2 separate regions of the Columba livia genome follow, and region 2 is linked to region 1. The links are chromatin contacts, called in public Hi-C maps. All regions are on one chromosome and are shown on one strand. The core of a region is the stretch at or near the end of the contact, and the rest is flanking DNA. Distances in the headings are between cores, read along the strand shown. Region 1 overlaps RNF216 (ring finger protein 216). Region 2 overlaps FBXL18 (F-box and leucine rich repeat protein 18).

Region 1 (5,057 bases), core at 644-3,143:
CCCCAACCATTTCCAAAACCAATTTATTTTAAGAAGCAAGAGCCTCAACTCAGATCATACTTAGAGGAGAAAAAGACAAAACAAGACAACCCAGGTATAATACCTCATTTTACTGTTTTCTGATGCAAAACCTTTTTGACATGAAGCTGCTAAAAATAACCCATCCTCAAAAAGTCCTGTTATTTTTATACAGTCACAAGAATCACTGGATTGCTTCTAATTATCCCACACTTCCTTGGAATTTCTATTTGTGCCTAACAAGACACAACAGGCTGCGACACCAGTGCAATCATCACACATCTTGAATTACAGGCAACTGGCTAAGTTTAGTTTCTTCTTGTGGACAATTTTGGAGAACAATGGTTAAAAAAGAGCCTGGTCTTTGGAATCTATGTTGAAAACAGACAAGCTTACGGGGAGGTGCCAGATCAAAGTAGAAACAGATCTTAAACTGGCCTTGCCTAAAACAAACCCGGTCTCTAACAGGGATTCACAGCAGGATTAGAAATGTTCCACCTAAACAGGATCAACAGGAGATGCCTAAAAAGCCCCTAGAGCGGGACTAAGTCTCTTGGACTTTGCTGTCTTTCCTATAAATACATCCCTACCACTTCTGGCTTCCAGGGGACATTTACTTTCCCCCAGACAGCGATAACTCGGAGGAATCTGCTCCAGGCACAACAGAAATACAAACAGTTGGCCATCTGCACGGCGCCTGACGTGCCAGCCTGGCTGCTGTGCCCCCGCTGGGGAGCGGCGACCAGTGTGCGGTCCCTGCGCTCCCAGTACGTCCCATGGTGTGAGTCAGCTAGTACTGGAACTCACATACAAATATTTGCATGGAAAACTTGCTGGATACTTAGTCATAGGCTGCCTGGCTCCTGCATGATCATCTTAACGCTCCCTCAACACCCCAAGGGGAAGAACATTTCCAGAATTAACACCTACAGCCCCACATTTTTCTAGTAAGCCACATCTATTGAAGCTGGAATTCACACCGTATTTCAACTGCTGTTATTTTACACCATTTTTTCCCCCCTTTCTCTCCTTTGAAAAACGTGATGCTTTTAGATAAAGAGTCATTTATTGCAATTTGTATTGTCATGGCAACACAACTCCCTCCCCTGCCCCAAACCCCAGCGCCAAGGCTCATTGTGTTGGTTACCAGACGGGCACACAGTACATTGCATACAGATGAACGATGCCCCTCAAAGTGGTCTCAGGCCTCCTCTGACACAGCTCCTGCTACGGGGGTCTGGTTGCAACAGGGAAGGAGTCTTACTAAGTCAAATTTCTCTATTCAGACAAAGAAATAAGCTTGATGAGTGCAAGGCATTTTTTTTGTAGCATGTACAACTATACTGGTTAAAGTGAAGAGAGCAGGTTCACAACCAATCTGAGAAATACAAGGAAAAAATATTCAGAGCAGGTGTAAGAGGGTTTTGCTAAGGCAGCTTGGACAAACGGATGAAGAAAAAGGGGAAGATCGCTCCACAAAGGAGCACACTGAAGAACAGGGCTCTGGAGCCCTCTGATGGCAGCTCGCTCTCAGCTGCCTTGCAGCAAAACCCCTCGTACGCCTCGCTGTATCTGTGTCCACAAGGATGCAACGCCATGGAGACAAGGCAGGAAAGAACATCGTCTGCCTGCAAGGGAGGTTTAATAACAAACACCGAAAACCCCCACCTCCAGCTACTCGACCGCTCCCGATGTGTGTGCAAAGACTGGAAAACTCTCATGTTTAAAGGATGAGACCAACCTCCTCCTGAGCTCAAGTGTTGCTTTAGCTACAGAAATGCATGAGGGGCGCTAAGGAAATGACTAAATCTACTGCTCCAGTACTAAAACTGCTCCACAGGGATGTCAGGCTGCCCAGTGCCGTGCAGGAAGGCCAGACTCATTTCATCCCAATCTCTTTGTGACTCCTCCAGTCCAGTAAAGCCTGACAGAGCCACAGAGCTCAGTTATCAACGGGTGAAAATCTGCCCAGCAGATGCTCCAGGAGCACATGGGAAGAAGCAGTTTGCTGCTAGCAGGGGGAGCCCAGCTGCTTGGTTCCGAAGGGGTTACAAAGATTCAACAGCAGGGAAATATTTATGGAGAAAAGATGCTGAGCTGTGCATGTTTCCCAGGCTGGAGATGGTTTTAATTTACCTCTTGCAAAGGCTGTGATTATTCGCTGCTGCTTTTTGTTGAAAGCAACTATTTCAGGCTCACTTGCTCCCTCTGGTGTCACAACCCTGCAGCTATTTCAGAATAAAACTCCCTAAACCTACACAAACTACAAGGAATTCTGCTTTTTTTCTTGTGTGGGAAAGAGGGGGCAATATTTATAAGCATTAGCGATTTCGATGGCCTTGCCAGGCACAAAGCATTCTTTGACTATGGCACAGTAAGGACATTACAGATATCTCCTAGAGTTTTGAGCTACACCCACAGAGCCTCCTCTTTTTCCGCTTCTCCCCTTTGGAGACCAGTTTCTGCCTGAATTTAGCTGAGCTGCAACATCCACCACACTCCTCACCAGGTGTTCCATCACAGGAGCTCCTGAGTTCATGGTTCTGGTCAGTGTTGAGATGCTGCTATTAAAAAAATCTTAGTTTAGACCTTCTTATGAGCACAGGGATTTTAAAACTAGGAGAGGATCCTCATCATTAGCTAGACTGGAGCCTGGCACCCTTGGGACCAGCTGTACTCTGGGGGAAGAAGCTGTGGTACCTCATCAGCCTTCTCATGTCACTCAAACTCCAGAAACCTGCACAGCCACACAGGCAAAAAGGAACTAAATCTTCAACATGATTCAATATTGATGTCACCTTTTGCTGCTTTCTTCCAGGCTCAAGCTGCTCCTCCTCTGCTTTGCCTTTGTGTTTCTTCTCCCTGACTCTCATCACCGAGATGCTGTGTGGTGCTGCTGTAGCACCAAGGGCAGCTGAGACACCGGTCCTTGTGCCCCCTGCATCCCCACTAACACCACAGCAGCATCACCTGCCCCGTGTGCCTCTTCCCCAAACCAGCAGCAGCAGCTTCCTCAGCCTGGCAGAATCCCTATTTTTAGATTAATACATACCTTGAAGGGAACCATAAATATTTGCTTGGATTTTCTGTTAATCTTGCTATGACACAGCTATTAGGATTACTGGAGTGTGGGTTGATAAGCAATGGGGTAAAGTGCTGGAGTGTTTCAGGAGATGACAGGAACATCTCACTGTATTTTACTGAGGTGGATGCCTTGGTGACCTGCGCTAATCCACTTGGAAAATTACTATGAGAGAATAAAGTCTTAAAATATGAAGTGGGAGGTGGAGTGGTGCAAAGAGGAGTTTATTTCCAGACCAGCCTTTTCTCAGTATATGCATAAACATCCGTATTCAACACTAAGTGGAGAGCCACAAACAGAAACACGCAGAGAAGAACCAGACCAGGACCTTCCCATGCACCCAATCCACAAGCATCGGTTCAGTAGCAGGAGAAATCCAGGGACCTCAGTTTAAAGCAGAACCTTTATCTCAGTATATACACAGAGAAACAACATATTCACCCTGGAACAATAACCGTTTAACAAACCAGTGTGCCAAAATGAAGGCTGTTTTTGCAGGGTTCAGGCCCAAAGCAGAGTTTTAGATGCAGTGATTACCTACAGCCAGCTACATCCACATCTCTTACTCCTGAATATCAAGACAGTGCTAGTTTTGTCCACCAGCAAAATCAGCATGATCCAGTATGGTATCACCAGCAGTCCATCTAGACCTGTGGTGTTTCCTGCATAGGAAGACAGACGGCAGTTGTACATATATATATGTGTGTGTATAAATATATATATATTCATACACACAGATAGGGCAGGCATTCTGCTCTGCACGGCCCAGGGACTTTCTGCACCATCAGTGTTACTTAATCTAATGGCTCCCTATACATTTTTCTTGAGTTTGTCCTGTGGCCTTTGAATCGCACATGTTCCAAGGTTGTCTCTCCCCTGGCAGCGCTAATTAACATAGCACACGATCCCCGGGAGGGCATTACCTATTGAATCCAGGCTACCGCGTCCTGTGGTTCTTCAGCTCCTTGGTTGTCAGCCAGCCACGGCTGTTCACACCTAGTCTGGCTTCGCCTGGACAATCCAGCTGAATCACAGCTTGAAATGGTGGGGTTGCAGATTGTAATGATGTTAAAGCAACAGACTTCAGCCCAGAATGAAGCCAAAAGTCACCATTAAAGTAGTGAGTCCTATAAAAGCATCTATTCCCTATATAGAAAATTCCATTTACAACTAAGGGTAAAAACCTCTTCCTTCCTCCTTCTCAGTCAAGATATCCAACTTGATCCAAAACCTCCAACTCAAAGCATAAGTTTTCAACCAGCTTTGCCTTTTAGATTTTTAACACCATCTTATTACCTGCTACATTTAAGAAGTTACATACATCTGTGAAGGTGCACATTTACAGGCTCATCAAGTGATCTCTTAACATTTCTCTATAAAGAGTTAACTTTAACATCTTACCGTAAGGCAGAATTTCTAGACTATGGAGAATACTTACAAACTTTTTCTAAGGGTCTTCTAGCCTCCTGCCATTCTTGACTAAGAATCAGAACAAAACACTTGGTGTCACTAATGTCATCATATAAAGAAAATAAGATCTTTCTCCAACTCTACATGTCTCCAGCACAAAAGGCCAAGGACTGCAGCAGCTTTCCTGGTAATTGCACTGCTAGTTTTCACTTCTCCGTGGTGATGTGGGGTACTTCAGAGGAACCACCCAGTCCAAATTTTAAGGATACGACATGTCACCAAGCCCACAAAAAGCAGCAAGAAAGCCCCTGATGCTCCAGGCACAAAATAGGCACTCTGAGCCCAAAGGAATCTGGGGCGACACATACAACAGATCATGGGAATTGTGCATCTTCCTGACAGGTAGTTGTAAAGAGTCCACGTGGGAGACAAGCCAGAGGCTCTTGGGCAGTTCTGGTACAGCTGTGCGGTTGCACAACTCATCACATCCAAGAACAGTCCCCCCAATGCGTTTTCATGTTTTACACAGCCAAATGAGCCAAGCCAG
Region 2 (4,769 bases), core at 713-3,212, 85 kb before region 1:
CGCCTCTATGCCTTGACACTTTCCCCCTGTATATGAAGAATCTCCAATGACACTGCACTCTCAGAATTTTTTTTTGTTTTGCTTTGAGGTTTGGGGTTTTTTTGTTGGTGTTTTGTTGTTGTTGGTTTGGTTTGTTTTTTACCATTGCCTTCTTGATCTTTACCAAGGTGTTTTTTCAAGGACTTTTCACAGGCTTGTATTGTCTGATGGTGCAGAGTCCTTGGAATCATTACAATAATAGCTTAAGTGTTTAGCTAGCTCCTAAAACCGACAAAATTCTAAAGGAACACACTGGAAAATAAAATCTGTCCTTGAGGCCAAGGGGATATTTGCCAAAGCATTTCCTATCCCTTCTTCCAGCTTGTTTTCTCCCGGGAAGCTTCACCAGGAAAGCAACTCCTTCTGCACATTTGCGAAGTGCCCGCTAACCACGCCACGGAGCTGTGCAATCCTGAAGTCATCCAAATTCCTTGCCCGCAAGACTTCTGGGGCAGAGAAATACAGGCATATAAATACGATTATTTAGCATTCAACACGGCACTAAGAAGAGGGACACCTTCCATAGGTCACAGCTCCATCTACTGACTACTTCACAAAATAACAGTGTGGAAATCCTTGGAGAAAGCCGCTGGAAGTAAAAAAACCCTGTGCCCCTTCCCGGCCTTTGGACACAGGGCTCTTTGCAGGCGTTTAGAAAGAATCACAGCAACCCAACCCAAAAGGGAGAAGAAAATTCCCATTCTGTACAAAGCAGCCTCTTTGCCCAGCAACAGGTCTGGGGTCAGACTTGAACCTACAACCGTCAGTCCACTAACTGTGGTATTTTAGTGTTTCTGGAATAACCACCGCAGTGGTTTTAAGAGAGGAGTTATTTAAACGAAAACAACAGATGCTTGGAACTAAGCACTTTGGCAAAGTCAGGGTGCAAGCGTAAAAGGAAAACATCGTGTTTGTTAGATCCGCTGCTATCTGGAGTTTGGCAGCAGCTGAGCACCATGTGACAGGAAAAAAATACGTCGTTTTACGGAGAAACTGAGGCCAGACCACTGTCACATGAAATCTGAGGAAGATCAGGGAAGCCACTCAAGCCACATCTCCCGCTCGAACCACTGTGTCCTCCTTATGTGCACAGAGTATCTCCCCGAACCATAAAGGAGATTACCCCTGCCATACACACAGAAGGAAAAACAAAGAATAAAGAAAAACACTGCAATGATTTATCTGCCCAGAGGGAAACAGTCTTTTCTAAAGCTCAGAGGAGATCTTGCCCTTGCAAGCCTCTTGTTTGCTGATGAGGGCTCCAGACGAGTGCTGTTCTGCTCACCGTGTTTCCTTGCCAAGGAGGCAGAACTGAATCAAAGGCTTTTAACGACTTAAATACGTAAACTAAATTGTCCCAAATAGCAGCAAACTTCAACCAGAAAACTGCCCACAAGAAAGCTGGACACCACAGGGGCTGGTTTATAGCTGTCACAAGACTGACATAAATAAGAACAACTCACTTTTTGAGCCAGTAAAACAGAAATACATAATACTATCCTTATTTTACAGGCAAAGGGAAGAGTTTGACAATCAGTTCAGGCTTTAAGCACCGGTTTGATGCAGGAGATTTAATACCCAGTTCCCATCACCACACCCTGTATAAACACCATCTGTTCAGCAGCTCAAACCAGTGTGTTCTCCCCAGATCAGTCCCAGTCTCTCCTGTGATCCGAACCCTCCCGTACACTCACAACTGAACTGCACTTGGTCCCAATTTCAAGCCCTCCCAACTCAACCACCTGCAGCAAACTACTGGTGCATGCCCAGCCCTCAGCCTTTCCAGTTCCCACTTGCATTTCTACGCTTTTTAGAGGCATTGGAAGAATGGGAGTCGCCTTGGCTCCATCTCGCTGCTCAAAACCAGCCATCACTCAGCTGCTCTCAGCCTAAACAAAATCATCACTATAGCCCTAAACCAGAAACTCTAACCCTGAACGGGACCGAGGAATACGGATCAATTCCCCCAGCTCAAGAGAGGGAACAAAGAATAGCTCACAGCTCTGCCTCCCCTGCTCTCGCATCCTCGTCCTCCTCGCCACCCACGCACACGCATCTGCACCCGTTCCAAACAGATAACAACAACAAAAAGGATAAATCACCGTATTTCATTCTGGCACAAGGATCTGTATCTTCAAACTTGCTGCCCAACGGGCTCTTCCAATTTAAACCTTGGATTAAAGAGACTAGCAGCACATTTTTAGAGGAAGCCATGCTGTGTGAATTAGAGCCCTATCCACAGGTTTGGGCAATGAAGCAGCTCACACACGGATTTTACTGCACGTCTCTTTGCCCTTGGAGTAGCAGACAAAACGCAGTCAAGAGAAAGTCAATTCCAGACCCCATCTGAAGGCACAATTGTTCAAGGATGAGAATGGGATCGCTGGAAAAATCACGTGGTTAAAGACTCACTGACGCCTTGTGGAAGACTCCAGGCTTTGCTTACACATCATTTTCTGTATTTTGTTCCTTCCGTTTTATTACTAGAGACAGTTGCACAAGAACGGGATCTTTGTTGCTTAGGAGAGCATCTGCTCCCAGTGGTTATCCTCCTCCTGAAGTCATAATCCTACGTGACATCAAAATAGTTTCCAGAGCCACCAATTACAATGTCATAGAGGATTATCACTTCAGGTATAGAACGTGCAGTTGGAGCAGATGCTCTCTTCAAAAAAAAAAAAACAAACAAAAAACAAAACCTTCAGAAATCCTGTTCCATACAAACATCTCTATTAATAAAATACAAAAGAAGAAAAATAGTATGACAGCCAGAACCTGTTGCTAAATATAAAAATAGATTTTAACGTTTCCACAAGGCATCAGCTGCTCTTCAGAAAGATCCCAGGGTTTAAATTATTAAGAGGTACAGAATGTGATAAGAATCCAACCATGACAGAGAAAAAGAAGGAGAAAAGACTGCAGAACAGTGTATTTCTGCTCAGTAAGCGGACGGTAAAATCTTGGCCAGTGCTGCAGCGGCTTCTCAGAGACAAAATGAAAAATGGGAACAGTGGATCCTCGGTTCTTCCTAAGGATCCCCAAAGCACAAGTGAAATCCATCAATAAGTGTTTTTACAGATATGAAGCCCTGTGAAAAACAAACTGAAAGAATCCTTGTCACATCACAAGGAATTTACTCAGATGTTTCCAACAATCGCTGTCCCAGAGGACACAGAGCCTGTTAGAGGCTGTAACAAACCGTCTCGTGTGCAGTTTGGTAGTAGCTAATTTAGTCGTAGGCTCTTCTGGATCTGATCCGCGGAAACAAGCCAAGTGTAATAAGTCAGCTCAAAGCCGGAGAAAGGCTGGGGGGAGGAGCACCCTTTAGGATGCAGTAATAATGCCGTGTGGTTTGAAATTTTTATTAGAGCTTAACAGGGTAAAGCAACAGTAGGTGACAAAGCAAACAGACTGAAGGCGGAGAAAAAGCCTTATAGGAAGAAAAAAAAAATAATAATGGTAAGTCTGTTGCACGGGAAATATTTGGTAAGATGACTGCCACTATTAGGAGATTTCAAAATGCCAAGCGTAATTAAAAGCTCGCTTTTCAAATGCAGTTCACGGCTCACACACAAACGTTTCCCACCACGTGAGCCTCAGAACACTGCAAGGGGCCACGCAAAATGCATTTAAGACCTGCCAAACATGCAAAGGCAGTTGGTACCAATTCTCCCCCATACACCCCCCTGAAGAAAACCCCTTCACAACAACCCTTTAAAGGCTTTGAATTGCACTGCCAGGGGATTATCAGTAAGTGACATTTACAAGTGATTAGAGGACGGAGAATTATCTTAGTCACTTGTGGGAAAGGAGGAAAGCTTCAAGGTCAAATCTCTCGGTACTTAAAATGTCGGCAGATGTTTTGTTTACGCAAAAAGTGTCATTTGATTTATGACAGAGCTTTACATCCAGGACTCCAACACAGCCAATGGAACTGCAGAGAACATGGGTGGGAACGGAATCAAAAATTCATATAATACCTTCAAATATTTCACTGATTCACTCATTAAAATAAGAGACTAGTTCACGTGCCAAGCGGTTACACAGTACTTATTAGCTTCGTGGAACAAGTGCTCCAAGCCATATAAACCTTGGCAAGCAAGGAAATCGAGATAAATCTTCACCAGCTCCAAAAATTCCACATCAACCCCTTTCCGCACTCACCTCCGGACAATAGATTGTTGGAGATTTTTGCAAACGGTAAGAGATTCGCCCATAAACATGTGGCACATGATGACCTCAAGGCAGTTGGCCATGAATGACATCACTGCGTCAGACTGCAGAGTCCCGCTCCGGGAGACGATGCAAAGCCGCTGGAGAGAGGAGCAGTGACTCAGTGCCTGGAAGAACTGGGCGCCCGCACAGAAGTACGGCTGTTCCAGCCTGCAAGAATAAACAAAAAACAAGTCAACGGGCAATTCGTGCTTGGGCCGCGTTCAGACAAGAGGGAAGACGGCACATGGAGCTGCACTTCTACACAGCACAACCTTCTACCTGCTCATCCCAGCAGGACGGCACAACAAATGCGACACGGCACGCTCAGACTTCTGGCTCGCTTGTTACTCCTGAACGATGTGTGCTGAAGGATGAGGACACAAATAGGAAGAAAGGCCCTAAACTGCAGAATTCCAGCGCCCACAGGGAGTAACTTTGGTTTTCAAGTTTTCCACAAAGCACATTGGTCAAGATGGGTCTTAGACGTGACCAGCACATCCATCCTGGTCTTACAA

Evidence for each region. Hi-C and Micro-C count contacts between places; a contact is called where the count stands out from the background.
Region 2: a Hi-C map of crop shows a contact between it and region 1, with 4 times the contacts expected there. The contact joins two enhancer-like sites. A contact is called at or near these places in 2 of 2 Hi-C or Micro-C datasets (crop and liver).

The regions. Positions count from the first base shown.
Region 1 is chr15:13,838,562-13,843,618 of bColLiv1.pat.W.v2, reverse strand. The region is part of intron 13 of RNF216 (ring finger protein 216); the gene reads right to left. Among named protein-coding and RNA genes, the nearest start is that of FSCN1, 43 kb to the left of the region's middle. Within about 2 kb of position 1,893, at least 3 of the 3 cell types and tissues checked have an H3K27ac peak away from gene starts, as active enhancers do.
Region 2 is chr15:13,923,829-13,928,597 of bColLiv1.pat.W.v2, reverse strand. FBXL18 (F-box and leucine rich repeat protein 18) reads right to left here. Exons shown (of 7, transcript XR_010466393.1): 4 at 4,204-4,422. Among named protein-coding and RNA genes, the nearest start is that of FBXL18, 9.0 kb to the right of the region's middle. Within about 2 kb of position 1,962, at least 1 of the 3 cell types and tissues checked has an H3K27ac peak away from gene starts, as active enhancers do.